Linked DNA regions of Mus musculus: region 1 is linked to region 2. Evidence: chromatin contacts called from public HiChIP or PLAC-seq data. All regions are on one chromosome and are shown on one strand. Each heading gives the region's core, a stretch centred on a gene start, on an enhancer-like site or on the middle of the called end of the contact. The rest is flanking DNA. Distances are from core to core; before and after follow the strand shown.

Evidence for each region. HiChIP or PLAC-seq counts read pairs in DNA pulled down with a chosen protein or histone mark.
Region 1: an H3K4me3 HiChIP or PLAC-seq map of bone marrow-derived macrophages shows a contact between it and region 2, with 2.0 times the contacts expected there. The contact joins the promoter of Lman2l here to the enhancer-like site in region 2. A contact is called at or near these places in 9 of 39 promoter capture datasets (the 3T3-L1 cell line, 3T3-L1-derived adipocytes, cancer-associated fibroblasts and 5 more), 18 of 484 Hi-C or Micro-C datasets (CD4 T cells, DN3 thymocytes, the G1E-ER4 cell line and 14 more), 7 of 115 datasets of contacts at active chromatin or transcription factors (T-cell acute lymphoblastic leukemia, bone marrow-derived macrophages, embryonic midbrain and 3 more) and 5 of 9 other capture datasets (adipose tissue, embryonic stem cells, liver and 2 more).

The regions. Positions count from the first base shown.
Region 1 is chr1:36,440,371-36,447,236 of GRCm38.p6, reverse strand. Lman2l (lectin, mannose-binding 2-like) reads left to right here and starts at 1,966. Exons shown (of 8, transcript NM_001013374.2): 1 at 1,966-2,187; 2 at 3,628-3,746. The coding sequence starts at 2,004.
Region 2 is chr1:36,379,493-36,385,655 of GRCm38.p6, reverse strand. Fer1l5 (fer-1-like 5 (C. elegans)) reads right to left here. Exons shown (of 53, transcript NM_001277076.2): 8 at 6,116-6,163; 9 at 5,242-5,292; 10 at 2,841-2,871; 11 at 456-571; 12 at 98-218. Among named protein-coding and RNA genes, the nearest start is that of Fer1l5, 10 kb to the right of the region's middle. Within about 2 kb of position 4,280, at least 1 of the 459 cell types and tissues checked has an H3K27ac peak or open chromatin away from gene starts, as enhancers often do. A contact at or near this core is called in bone marrow-derived macrophages, where this site is marked.

The DNA of each region.
Region 1 (6,866 bases), core at 717-3,216, 64 kb before region 2:
TGGAAATAACTCTTTAAAGCCAATAGAATCCTTACTCTGTACTGGTGACAGGGGTTGGGGGTGTGGAAGTGGGTGGGGTTTGGTATACGAAATAAATAAGAAAGGCCTGTGAGCTGCATTCCTGGATAGGAGAACATGCTTAATATGTTAGTTGAGTTATGTAATTCCGGTGACACCCATTTTAATGGACATGTGTACAGACTGATCTGATCGGTTCCTATGGGGTTTGGGTGGCCAAACTAGGGTGACTGGAAGTTACTCTATGGCCACTGTGGGTCCTAAATGGTTTTGTGGTAAGTGAATGGCAAAGAGATTAACTGCAGTTCCTAAAGTCTTGTCACCATTTATCTGTCTCGAGATAGGGTTGTAAAAGATCGGTAGCTTTGTCAGCTTTCAAGAGTTGATCTTCTCTGAGGCAAGCTCACATCTTGTTTCTCTGTAAAATTTACTCATGTTTGGAAGAGAGTTAGCTTTGACTGTGTCTATTGGGAAGATGTAGACACAAGTCTGATAAGTCCATTGTAGCTATCTATGGACCAGAGTCAGAGCTCAGCAATGCACACACGGTCGGGTCTGAGTGGGGTCGAGGGAGGCCTCCAGGAGGAAGTAGGTAAGAGGAAGCTAGTTTTCTGAAAGAAGTGAGCAATCAGGCAGGAAGCTGGAACTTGGTGAAATATGAACTCTGGGGTGTAGTACAACCAATTTAAGTTTATCCCTGACCAGCTTACAAGTAAGTGAGACTCAGACTATGGTTATTTTATTTGGCTTTGACAGTTTCTAGGGGTAACCCCTAATCTACTCTTCTAACTGCTGGCCTGGCTACCTCCCCAGTGGTACAGCCTAAGTACTTGGCTGCTTCTTCTGGCCATGGACTCATAGTCCATCTCGTCTCCTGGAGGCTTCCTCCCCTTCTTTCGTTCTTCCTCTTCTCCCCTGGTTTCTCTTCCTTCTGCTCTCTTCTCCACCCTCAACTAAGTAACTTAAAACCCACCTACCTCTAATCCCTCCCTCCAGTAATTGGCTGTAGTCAATTCTATTTAACCAATCATTTTAAATCAAGGAACAAGGTTTGCACAATAAAAGCATGTAACCCTGAAAATTCACACAGAATTTAGCATACACTTAATTTCTATAAATATCATCATGTGATGTTGGTTGATTGTGCTCGTCAACCCAGCATGTAACCCAGGCTGCCCTTTACACATTTTACAGTTTGCCAGATGTTTGTTTCTTTGGTTTGGTTTGCCTGTTTGAGACAGTTTGCCAGATGTTTGTTTCTTTGGTTTGGTTTGCCTGTTTGAGACAAGGTTTCTCTGTGTAGCCTTGGCTATTCTAGAACTTGCTCTGTAGACCAGGCTTGCCTCAAACTCAGAGATCCAAATACCGTTGCCTCCAAGCATTGGGATACAATCCGTGCACCACCACCACCCTGGAACCAGTCGTTTCATTCTAATGAATTACTTAGGTCACTCCCTAACTCACTGTGTTGACTTTGAACTCCTCACCTTCCTGCCTCAGTCTCCAGAGTGCTGGGATGACCTAATGCCTTCCCACATCGTAAGTCAAGTTCTTTACCAACACAGCTAGTCTTCAGTTCCTTCCACTCATTTTAGTCACGGATTTGTCTATTTTTCTTTTTACTTCTATGCCCTCTTGGCTGTTAGCTTGGCGGCCAGGTAGGTACAAATGGCAGTGACAATCGGGAAAAAAAAATGTTTTATCGCTTTAAATTTACTATAGAATGCAGAAACAAACTAAGAATCTCTATTACTAGCAGGCCTGGTGAAGCCTGGGACAAAAGCAGAGAAGGGAGTCTGGACATTCGGCAACGCCCCTTGCCTGGGTTGGCAAGGCAACTGCTACTAGTCAGCCAATCGGTGGGATACTCACCTGCGGGGGAGGGAACTCTCCAGGAGCCAATGGGAGATCGGGCCGATGGTTCCGCAGGCCAATGGGTTGGGCCACGGGGCGGGCTTTTTGATGAAGGGCCGGCGGTGGGAAAGATGGCGGCGGCTTCGAGACCCTCCTGGTGGCAGCGGTGGCGGCGGCGCGCGTGGGCTCGGGACGGGGCCAAGCTTTTGCTCTTTCTCCTTCTGTTGGGGTCTGGGCCGGGGCCGCGGCATGTCAGGGCGGGTCAAGCGGTGGAGTACTTGAAACGGGAGCACTCGCTGTCGAAGCCCTACCAGGGTGAGGCGCCCGGGGCGAGGTGGTCGTGCAGGGAGGGCTTGGGGACCGAGTCGGGACTGAGCTCGAGGACGCAGTCCCCGGCGGGAGGGGGCGCCCCGAGGATCTCCGCTCCTTTGAAGAGCCACAGGTCCGAAGGACAAGGGTCCGCCCCCCACCCCCGCCCCTTTCCGAGCGCTAGAAGTTTCTAGTAGGTCTAGGTAGGGCTCTCAGCTGTCACTAGTGTCAGGCTCGAAGGAAGAGGTGTTTGGAGTTGGACAGAAATATGAGGAGAGAGAACTGAGATAAATGAGGGATGGTTGAGGACCATTAGCGATGAGCCGGTGTCGGGATAGAGTGGTGGCTGCTCTGGATAGAAAGCAAGAACCCGGGTAGAACTCGGTCGGACTGAGGAAGGAGAGGGGGAAAAAAGTCTGTTTGCTGGTTAGAACACCTGCTCCTTCCTTCCCAGGCCGCGAGCCCTGATGATGAAAGAGGCTGGTTAGCATTGCTCTCTTCAGGGATTTCTAGATCTCTAAGCACAGCTCAGTGTCAGAAAATTGACACAGGTGTCTACAAAGAAGAGAAATTAATGCTGTTAGAGCTTAATACAAGTTTGTTTTTCTCGCAGAGCTGTGGATAGGGGGTGCAGGAAACACAAATTTAAACTGCAGAAAGCAGTTTGAATTTTTGTTACTAAGATGTCATTTCTGTTACTAAGATGTCATTATTTTACTGGTTGGTTGTAGTACCTCCTTAGTGTTGGTCCCTGCTGATACTATGGGTTAGTCTGGTTTTTCACCCTGGGGGTACTTATACTTAGTCTAAGGGATTTGGGGATAATCAGCTACACTTGAAAGATTGATTTTATTTTATTTTTTAAATTTTATTTATTTATTTATTTATTTATTTATTTTGTTTTTCGAGACAGGGTTTCTCTGTGTAGCCTTGGCTGTCCTGGAACTCACTCTGTAGACCAGGCTGGCCTCGAACTCAGAAATCCGCTTGCCTCTGCCTCCCAAATGCTGGGATTAAAGGTGTGTGCCATCACTGCCCGGCCTGAAAGATTGATTTTAAAAGAATATGTTTAAGCTCATAGGCTTTTGAGAATATATCTCTTTTAATATAAATGACAAAATTTTTGTCCTTTCATAGTGCTAAAGTTCACCCACACATACAGATCTCAACTACTGTTACTGTGCCATGTGTAAATGACAGCTCTGTGGTGGGTTGGATTCTTCAGCTGAAGAATTTAGCTGAAGGAAGTTTGGTGAGATGTCAGGTACCTGTGGTCCAGGAGCCTGAGACAGAATATTGAGACTCACATTCAAAAAGAAAAAGAAAAACATTAATTCATGTATTCATTAATAATACTAAAGGAAAAATAATGGCTCCAGTCTTTGTAGGATCTGGCTTTGTGAACCAATTGATGAAGACTATGGGCTGATTCTCCCCTCCCCATAGGTGTGGGAACAAGCAGTTCTTCGCTATGGAACCTGATGGGCAACGCCATGGTGATGACACAGTACATCCGCCTCACTCCAGATATGCAAAGTAAACAGGGTGCCTTGTGGAACCGGGTGGTAAGAGGCTTCCTGTGTTAGGACCCTCAGTGTCCTAAAAATGCTCAGAGTGACTTTGACATGACTTCGTTGTACTGTCTTTTCCCAGTGTTCATCTTCTAAAGATAGTAAAAGTCTTTAGAGAGCTGGAGAGATGGCTCAGTAGTTAAGAGCACTGTCTGCTCTTCCAGAGGACCTGAGTTCAATTCCCAGTACCCACATGGCAGTTCACAACTGTCTATAACTCAGGCATTCAGCTCCCTCACACAACACACATGCAGGCAGAACACCAATGCACATAAAGTTAAAAATAAATACATCATTAAAAAGAAACTAAAAGTCTTTAGTTTATAGATAATGGTGAACTTCATAATACAGGAGTCAGATATTTCTCTATTGCCCTGTTAGAACAAATAACTCATTTTCTCACTAACTTAGAGCAATTCATTTTCTCTGTAACCTGACATACCACACTTTGGGATTTAGTAGCTTAAGTCTTATTTAATTACTTTGTTAAACAGAAAACTTTTGGCTTTTTGCTGTTATTGTATGTTTGTTTCTTTAGCATGTAACCCAGGTTGTCCTTGAACCTGATACTAGCCCAGGCTACCCCCAAACCTAAGATCCTTCTGCCTCAACCTCTGTACTCTGGATATGGTGCTGTGTATCTGTAGTTCAAATTACTTGGGGGGAGGGAGTAAGGTAGAGGAACCAGTTAAGCCCAGAAATTGAGTCGCAGCCTGGGCAACATGTGGGGCAGTGTTGCTTGATACTTATGTAAATATAACAAAACTCCCAGAAGTGTGTTTATCCCAGACGTAATCCTAGTGGCCTCTCTGTGTCAGTCAAGAGTTTGTTTCTGCTTCAGTATGAAAGTCACTTTGAGCCATTATAGACATTTTGCTTGTCCTCTGGACCCCCTCTAGCTACCTCTTTTTCCTGGAGGTGTGGTGGCAGGAGAGAGCACCTGGGGCTGCTGCGCTGTGGCCGTGCACAGCCAGGTCACCGTCAGGGATGACTTTGGCATCCTTGGTGTTTGGACTCCTTACACCTTCATGGTTTTTCTCATTAGCTGTAGATGCTCCAAGCGGATCTCATAGGAGAGAACTGTTTCTATCCACGTGTTGTAAAGGAGCAGAGGGGCGGGAGCCATCTACACAGGCCGACCTCGAAACCTAGGCTGTAGTACTGAGCCCCGTGTGGGTCGTGGTAGAAGATGTAAGAATCAGTTGATGCACCGATCTAAGTTCAGCTTGAAGAGCCCTGGGCAGATCTCCTGTAATACCTGCTTGACTGACTTACCCATCTGAGTTGTCAGAATATAGCCAGACAGTGGGCATGAAAAGACTTTGTGTAAAGTTTGCTACGGTGGGTATGGAAATAGAGGCTGTTCTCAGACCTGCTCTCAGTTTCACCGATGGGTTCTTGTGGGTTATTGAATTATACAAGGCTTAATACCTTAATATAAGAGTCTCTGGCACCTATATTCTCAACAGAATGAACCAAGGAACTATTTTAAGATACATAGTTTGAGCAAGTGGCTCTCAGGTGTGACTGTCCACTAGAGCTAATGTGTGGGTTCTACCCCAGGATGTTGATTTAATTAGAGTAGGGCACAATTTGGTCATTGGGTTTCCTCTTTTCTTTTCCTTTCTTTCTCTTTCTTTCTTTCTTGGGAGCAATTTGGTCATCATATTTTCCTTTCTTTTTTTTGTTCTTGGTTCTTTTGCAACAGGCTTTCTTCCTGTAGCCATGGCTGTCCTAGAACTCGTTCTGTAGAGACCAGGCTGGCCTTAAATTTAGAGATCTGCCTGCCCCTGCCTCCCTAGTGCTGATATTAAACACGTGAGCCATCCCCACCGATTCAGCTACTGGGATTTCAAACATGCATCGAAGTTTCAGAGCCACTCTTAAAAATCACCATGATCAAAACTGCATTGTGATACCCAAGGCCAAGAATTAGCTACAGCTACCTGCTTATTCATCGTGGGCTTCTCTGGTCCTGCCCTTTTTGCAGGGCCATTGTACTACCTGCTGGCTACAGGACAGCTTTCTGCTTGTCCTGAAAGCTAAATGTCACAGCAGAGAGATAACTCAACAGAGAAGACAGAATAGAGCAGATTGTTGGAGACACCAGGGCTCCCTGCAGAGTAGGAACGCATCCACCCCCTCACTGTGGCTCTGTACTCCTAACACTAGTTCTTTTGGATGATGGCCCAGAAATTAAAAACGAAAAACCGAACATGATGAAGCACTGTGTTGCTCAAGGCCCAGAACAATCTACTTGGAAAGCCTTTGGCAGAACCCAGCCAAACCCAGCTGAACCCTTCCCTTCTTTCTTCACAGCAGATTTTAACTAGAAGTCTCCCGAGACCAAATACTGCACTCAACCTGGTTTCTCCTGGAGACATGACAGCTGTGTCTCGCACTTAGCCAGCCTCACCCCGCATCCCTTTCTTTCTTCCTTCCTTCCTTCCTTCCTTCCTTCCTTTCTTTCTTTCTTTCTTTCTTTCTTTCTTTTGTTGTTGTTTTTTTTTTTGGTTTTGTTTTTTTGTTTTTCGAGACAGGGTTTCTCTGTGTAGCCTTGGCTGTCCTGGAACTCACTTTGTAGACCAGGCTGGCCTCGAACTCAGAAATCCACCTGCCTCTGCCTCCCGAGTGCTGGGACTGAAGGCGTGCGCCTCCACTCCCGGCCCCCGCCTCCCTTTTTATGAGGTTTTGGCACACAATTACAAAACTCAGAAGGAGATAGCATCTGCCTCTGGCACATTTATGCTTCCTAGCCATGGGCACAAAGGTTTGGGGGACGGTAACTTAACTCTACTATCTGTTCTCTTGGGAACTCAGGCTTGCCCCTCAGCTTGGCTGAATTCCAGCTTTAGCTAATTAGAGCTCTTCAATAACATCTTCTAATTATCCCTGGAAACCTCTGTGTGGGACTTAGCTTTTTTTTATTTTTTATTTTTTTAAGTGAATGAGGTTTTGACTTTTCTTGGAAGCCCCACTTTTTAGAGTCTTTTTGTTAGAAGAATAACTTTTTTAAAACTTTATTTATTTATTTATCCATTTATTATATGTAAGTACTCTGTAGCTGTCTTCAGACAGCTAGAAGAGGTCGTCAGATCTCATTACGGATGGTTG
Region 2 (6,163 bases), core at 3,031-5,530:
ACAAAGCAAGTTTCAGGACAACCCAGACTACAAAGAGAAACCCTGTTGCAGAGAGCCGTGGAGTTTCCCCCTCCTCTCCCTTCCCACAGGCTCTAACCGAAATGGAGATCCTCTGCACAGTAGATGAAGAACTGCAAGTAAGCCAGACTGACTGGAACTTCTTTTGACTTGAAGATCTGGACCCGGGTGTTTTGCTCATAGGGCAGCTTTTGATCTACCTGCAGATGCCAGAGAAGTGGACAGGGTCAGGCTCAGAGGCAGGGAGGGCTCAGCCAAGTTCACCCACTATTGACTTTCCCGACTTTCCATGTGATGCAGGGAGAGCGGACAACCCTTTATGGCACACCGAACAAAGGTGGTATAGGCCAATGGCCACTTGGAAGGCTCAGAGGTCCCCAGGGAGGCAGCCACATAAGCTATATTACTGGGGATTGAGAAGAAGGTGGCAGCCTCACCAGCGCCTGATCCCCTACACCGAGGGCACAGATGGTGACTTTCAAGTAGCCTCTGACTCCACTGGTGGTCTTATTTCGCTGACAGAGGCCTAACCATTTCCTCAGGAGTGTGTGACCTGGGGAGGCAGAGCCAATGTGAGACCCTCCAGTCTGTTTGTCTCTCTCTCTCTCCCCACCTCTCTCTCTCTCCTGAAATAGCCTTTGTTTCCAGGGAAAACAGGGCAAGTGGTGTCTCACATGCACCAGCTCTCACCCAGTGGTAGAGAAGGACAGAAGTCCCCTCTACTACACAAGGATGGTACGCTAACAAGGCTGCTAGTACCTCTGGGAAAGGAGAGTCCTCTTTCCACCCTGGCCTGATGCCAGACATACGGAGGCAAACATCTCTCCACCCCCAGATCCAGTGTCAACCTGGAATGTATGTGATGGCCGGATCACAGTAGAATTCCCCACTATGGTCTCAATCTCTTGTAGACTAGTGGGTACCAGAGCTAGGATGGACAGGATGCAGGAGAAGAGAGGAAGGATGTTAGTGGGCACAGGATGCAGTGGGATAGGAAGGGATGGGAATGGGATCTCTACAGCAAAGTAATGGTGGGTGACAGTAATTGTGTGTTTCAACATGAGAGCGAGGATATTGAACATTCTCAATACAAAGAGATGAGAGCAAGTGGGAGGCCAGCCTAGATATATATGAGATCTTGTCTCAAAAAAAAAAAAAAAAAAAAAAAAAAACCAAACCCAAAACCAGAGAGGGCTCGGCCTTAAACAAGACATCCCACTCCTCTCATGTTCTCTTGAAAGGTCAAAAGATCTTGCGGAAGACAGGCAGGAAGGGACCGAGGATAGGGAGGCGGGCTGAGAACGCCATCCACCGGGCACAATGCAACCATTATGATCGTGACCTCACAGCGGTGGTGGAGGTTACCAGCTCTGAGCCTGCCGAAGGCTGGCCCTAGTAACAGTCAGTCACAGATGGAGGAGGAGCTCATGGCTCCCTATCTGTCACTGCTGAACTACTGGCTGTTGATACACTTTAGGACATGTGGAGTCACTGTCTTTAGTTGAATATCTACCATTGAGCCCACCAGGCTCCAACGGGTAACTCTAAACCCATGGTCACACAGATGGCCCTGGTTAAACTCAGTGGATCACACACGCACGCACACACACACACACACACACACACACACACACACACACACACACACACACATGTAAATATGAGAAATGTTTATAGGGACATGTACTGGATGGTTTTGTGTCAACTTGACACAAGCTAGAGACAGCATAGAGAAAGGAGCTTCAGTTGAGGAAATGCCTCCATGAGATCCAGCTGTAAGGCATTTTCTGTTAGTGATTAGTGGGGAAGGGCCCAGCCTATTTTGAGTGGTGGCATCCCTGGGCTGGTGGTCCTGGGTTCTATAAGAAAGCAGAGTGAGCAAACCAGTAAGCAGCACCCCTCCATGACCTCTACCAGCCTCAGCTCCTGCCTCCAGCTTCCTGCCTTGTGTGAGTTCCTGTCCTGACTTCCTTGAATAATGAACAGTGATGTGGGAATGTAAGCCAAAGAAACCTTTTCCTCCCCAACTTGCTTTTTGGGAATGGTGTTTCATTGAAGCAATAGAAACCTTAGCTAAGACAGTGTGGGATAGGGGTAGAAAAGGGTGGGAGAGAGATAAGAAGGTTGGGTTGAGAAAATACTCAGCAAGCGTGTGTGTGTGTGTGTGTGTGTGTGTGTGTGTGTGTGTGTGTGTAAAAATGCCAAAAACCACATTTAATTAGCTTATATCTATCTATCTATCTATCTATTAACATTATCTATATTAGAATAATATGCTTAAAAAGAGCACAGTATGGGGCATGTGCCCATGATCCTAGGACTTGGAGTCTGGTTCATGCATTCCAGGCTAGCCAGCTTCAAGAAAAACAACAGCCGGGTGTTGGTAGAGCATGCCTTTAATCCCAGCACTCAAGAGGCAGAGGCAGGTGGATTTCTGAATTCGAGGCCAGCCTGGTCTACAGAGTGAGTGCCAGGACAGCCAGGGCTACACAGAGAAACCCTGTCTCGAAAACAAAACAAAACAAAAAACAACAAAAAAAGAAAAACAACAAAGCTGTTACTGGCTTTAGAAATTAGAACTATAACTTAAGAGGTCAATACAAACTGAGCATTTGACTTCCCCCTCCCCAGGTGTTGAACCATTCAGGGAAAGATGCTATTAGTACAGGTCATGATGAAACACACCACAAAGTAAGTAACTATTTCCAAGCAGGCAGCTACTTTGTGATATCTTCTCCCTATGTAGTGGCGATTCTGAGGGATTTTTTAACTCTTAGTCTTTTTCCCAGAAGGCTCAAATGTTTGCATTATCTGTCACCTACCTGGGGAATGGTAGATAAACCCAATGTCTGTCTGAAAAAGAGTAAAATGAAGATTAGCTTGGGTTGATTTCTGTTCTTGTTTTTGTTTTCAGATGCGTTTTCACTGTTCAGCTCTGGCTGTCATGGATCGTACAACATTGACCAGGCTGGCTTTGAACTCACAAGAGATCCTCCTCCCAGTGCTGGGATTAAAGGCATTAGCACCATGCCCAGTGAGCTTGGATCTTAAATGTCCTCCTAAAGCACCATGCAGTAAAGGCTTGGTCCCCACCCTGGCCATGTGGGGATGGGAGAACCATAGAAGCAGAGGCCAAGAGGGAGGGTTGTGGGTCTCTGGTCAGCACCGTTTTGAAGGAGATCTGGGGAAACCTATTGTTCTGTTTACATGTCTTCCCTTTCCTCAGCTGGTCTCTTTTTTAATATATGTGCCACCACAGGCCCAAAGAGACATTAATTAACATCTACAACCAGGAGCCAAAATAAGCCCTTTCTCATCCTATGCTGAATTTTACTGGTATCTGGTCTAGCAAGGGAAAGTTGTTCGGCACAAGCCAAAACCAAGATTTGCAATTCTACCTCATCCAGTGGCCACACTAGAGCAATGCTTAAGTGTCAATTTAGTCTGAACTCTGTAGAAAAAAATGGAAGGACCATTGTCCCCGATATCGAGGAGGCTACTAAGTTTGAAAGATGCCCCAAAGGCTTAACAGCTAGTTAGAGGAAGCCTGTGCTGGAAATATCCATACACTTAACTCTTCCCTTTCCCTGGGTAGGGAAGGGAAGCGCTATGCTAGGGATGAGGATGATTGAAAGAGACTATAGGTGGCTTCCTTTTTCCTCCTGGGAGAGGGCATTAGCCTAGGCCTGAGGGAGATGCTACAGGAGAAGTGGCAATGTGAATAGGCCAGTGCCCAGGCTCCACAGATCAACAGCAAGACTGCATAATAGGCCTGCTTTCAAACTCACTCACTGGCTTGTATCAGATAAGCAAAAACTTCTTACACACACACACACACACTCACAAAAGTATAAGCTAGATTAGAGCACTTTCCCAGCTTACACACTTACACAATGCACTGAGTTCAGACCCTAGCAACACACACACACACACACACCACATACACACAAACACATACAGATAACACAGAGATACACACACAGATACACACAAACCAACACACACAGATAACACACAGAGATACACAGAGACACATCACATACACATATACGTGCCCACAGACACACACACATACCACACACACAGATATACACACACACACACACACACACACACACATTGTACAACCTATACAAACCCAGATACATGGAACTTTACTAAAATGGCTTTCCCCCATCCCCTTTCCGTAGTGTGGGAGACTGAACCAGGATACTGTGCTATATCCGCACAAAGTTCTAGACTTCATCAAAACAGGAACTTGTGATTTTTGATCATGGATACACATCATCTAGATGTAAAAATAGAAGCACTGGACTGGCAAGATGGCTCAGCACGTTAAAGTCTGGCTGTGTGAGTCTGAATCCTGAGTTTCACCCCTGATCTAATGATAGAAAGAACCAACCTCCAAAAAAGTGTCCTCTTACTACAATATGACTTTTAGATTGTGGCACATGCATACATGCACACATGCACACACACACACACACACACACACACACACACACACACACTCACACAGAGAAAAAATAAATTACATAAAAATAAAAATTCTGGGGACTTGAGAGATGACTTAGTTGGTAAGTACTTACTAAACAAACAAGGGCCCCTGGCTTAATCCTTAGAGCCTATATAAAAGCTAGTGCATGCAAGCATACATACACACAAACATACACACACACACACACAAAGTGAAAATAAATAAAACTTTTCATCTTTAAAAATAAAAACATTAAAATTAAATGCAAATACTAAGTTGGGCATGGTGGCTCATGTCTGTCATTGCAGCAATTGGGAAGCTGAGGCAGGAAGATGGCCGTGAGATCGAGGCTAGCCTGAACTACATAGTGAGTTCTTGACCACTTTGGACTATGCCACAGAATCTTCCCCCCCTCCCCGCCCCCCAATCTGTCCTCAAAGGCATCAATCTCTTTCTGGAGTTCTTCAGCACTTAGGGTGACCTTCTTGGACCCATGAATGGGAGCTGAGACTTGTCCAGTGTCTATAGCACATGACGGTGGGTACCAATCCTTATCTGAACCTGACACACTCTAACCCTCTCGATGCTACCTCAGGCTTTGCACAGTGTTATGGTAGTTGCTATTGCTGTTAGCATCCTACAGCTGAGATCCACACGTGGATCTGTGTGAAATGCCAAGTCCTTTTCCCTGGACGGGATCCTGGAGCCCAGAAGTTTCCCCAGCCTCCTCCTCCATCAGGGCTCACTTGGAATCTCCCAATCTCTGCTTTAGATCTTGATGCTGCAGAGTCCACGACCTGTGGAGAGTTTCCAGAAAGATCTTATCATTCACAATGCCAATTACCCCTACCCTCTGTGGAAGCAAGGATATATCTGGGGGTCGGGCTGTCATGTAGCTGAGGCTGGCCTGAAACTCACTGTGTAGCCAATAATGACCTTGGACTTCTGACACTCCTGCCCCACCTCTGGAGCTCTGGGGTTCCGGGTGTTAGGCCACCCCCACCCACCCCCACCTCACTGAGCTTCCTAATGGCCAGCACTTGCATGTCATTTTTCTTAGGTAGTTCTCAGAGGAGCCTTGTGAGGTTCATATTTTTAAATTTAATGTCATTGATGAAGATATTGATCAGAAAGATCAATTCACTTGTCCCAAAGTAAGCTGTTGTAATCTACTCTTTTTAGTACATATTGTTCTGGTTGTTTCCACTGTGTTATGTGCCCAAGAACACGGAAATGGCCTTTCAGGGTGGGAGGAAGCTTCCCCCTCAGCCCTGTGCTGGACACCCACCCAGAAGGCACTGGACGAATATATAGTCACCATTGTCACTGGCTCCCTCTTGTTGGGGAATGGGGTATGTCACTCTGGTGACAAGAGAATTTGGCTTCCATGTTCACCCAAGCATGTAGCTCGGGCCTCTGCCAGTTGGCAATCTCTAATAACACTGGTTGAATGAATGAACAAATGGATGAAGTGTTTGGACCACAAAGGGGAATGAAAGTGTTGGAGATGGCTGCCTTGGAGACAGGCAGACACGTGACTCCAACTCAAGAGTGTTCTATGATACTGAGGTAGGACAAGAAAATGGTCCTGTTTAACTGGAAACCAGTTTGACCCCTTACCTCGATTGAGATGTTCTCCTCAAAGAACTTTGCAGGAACCTCGTGGAA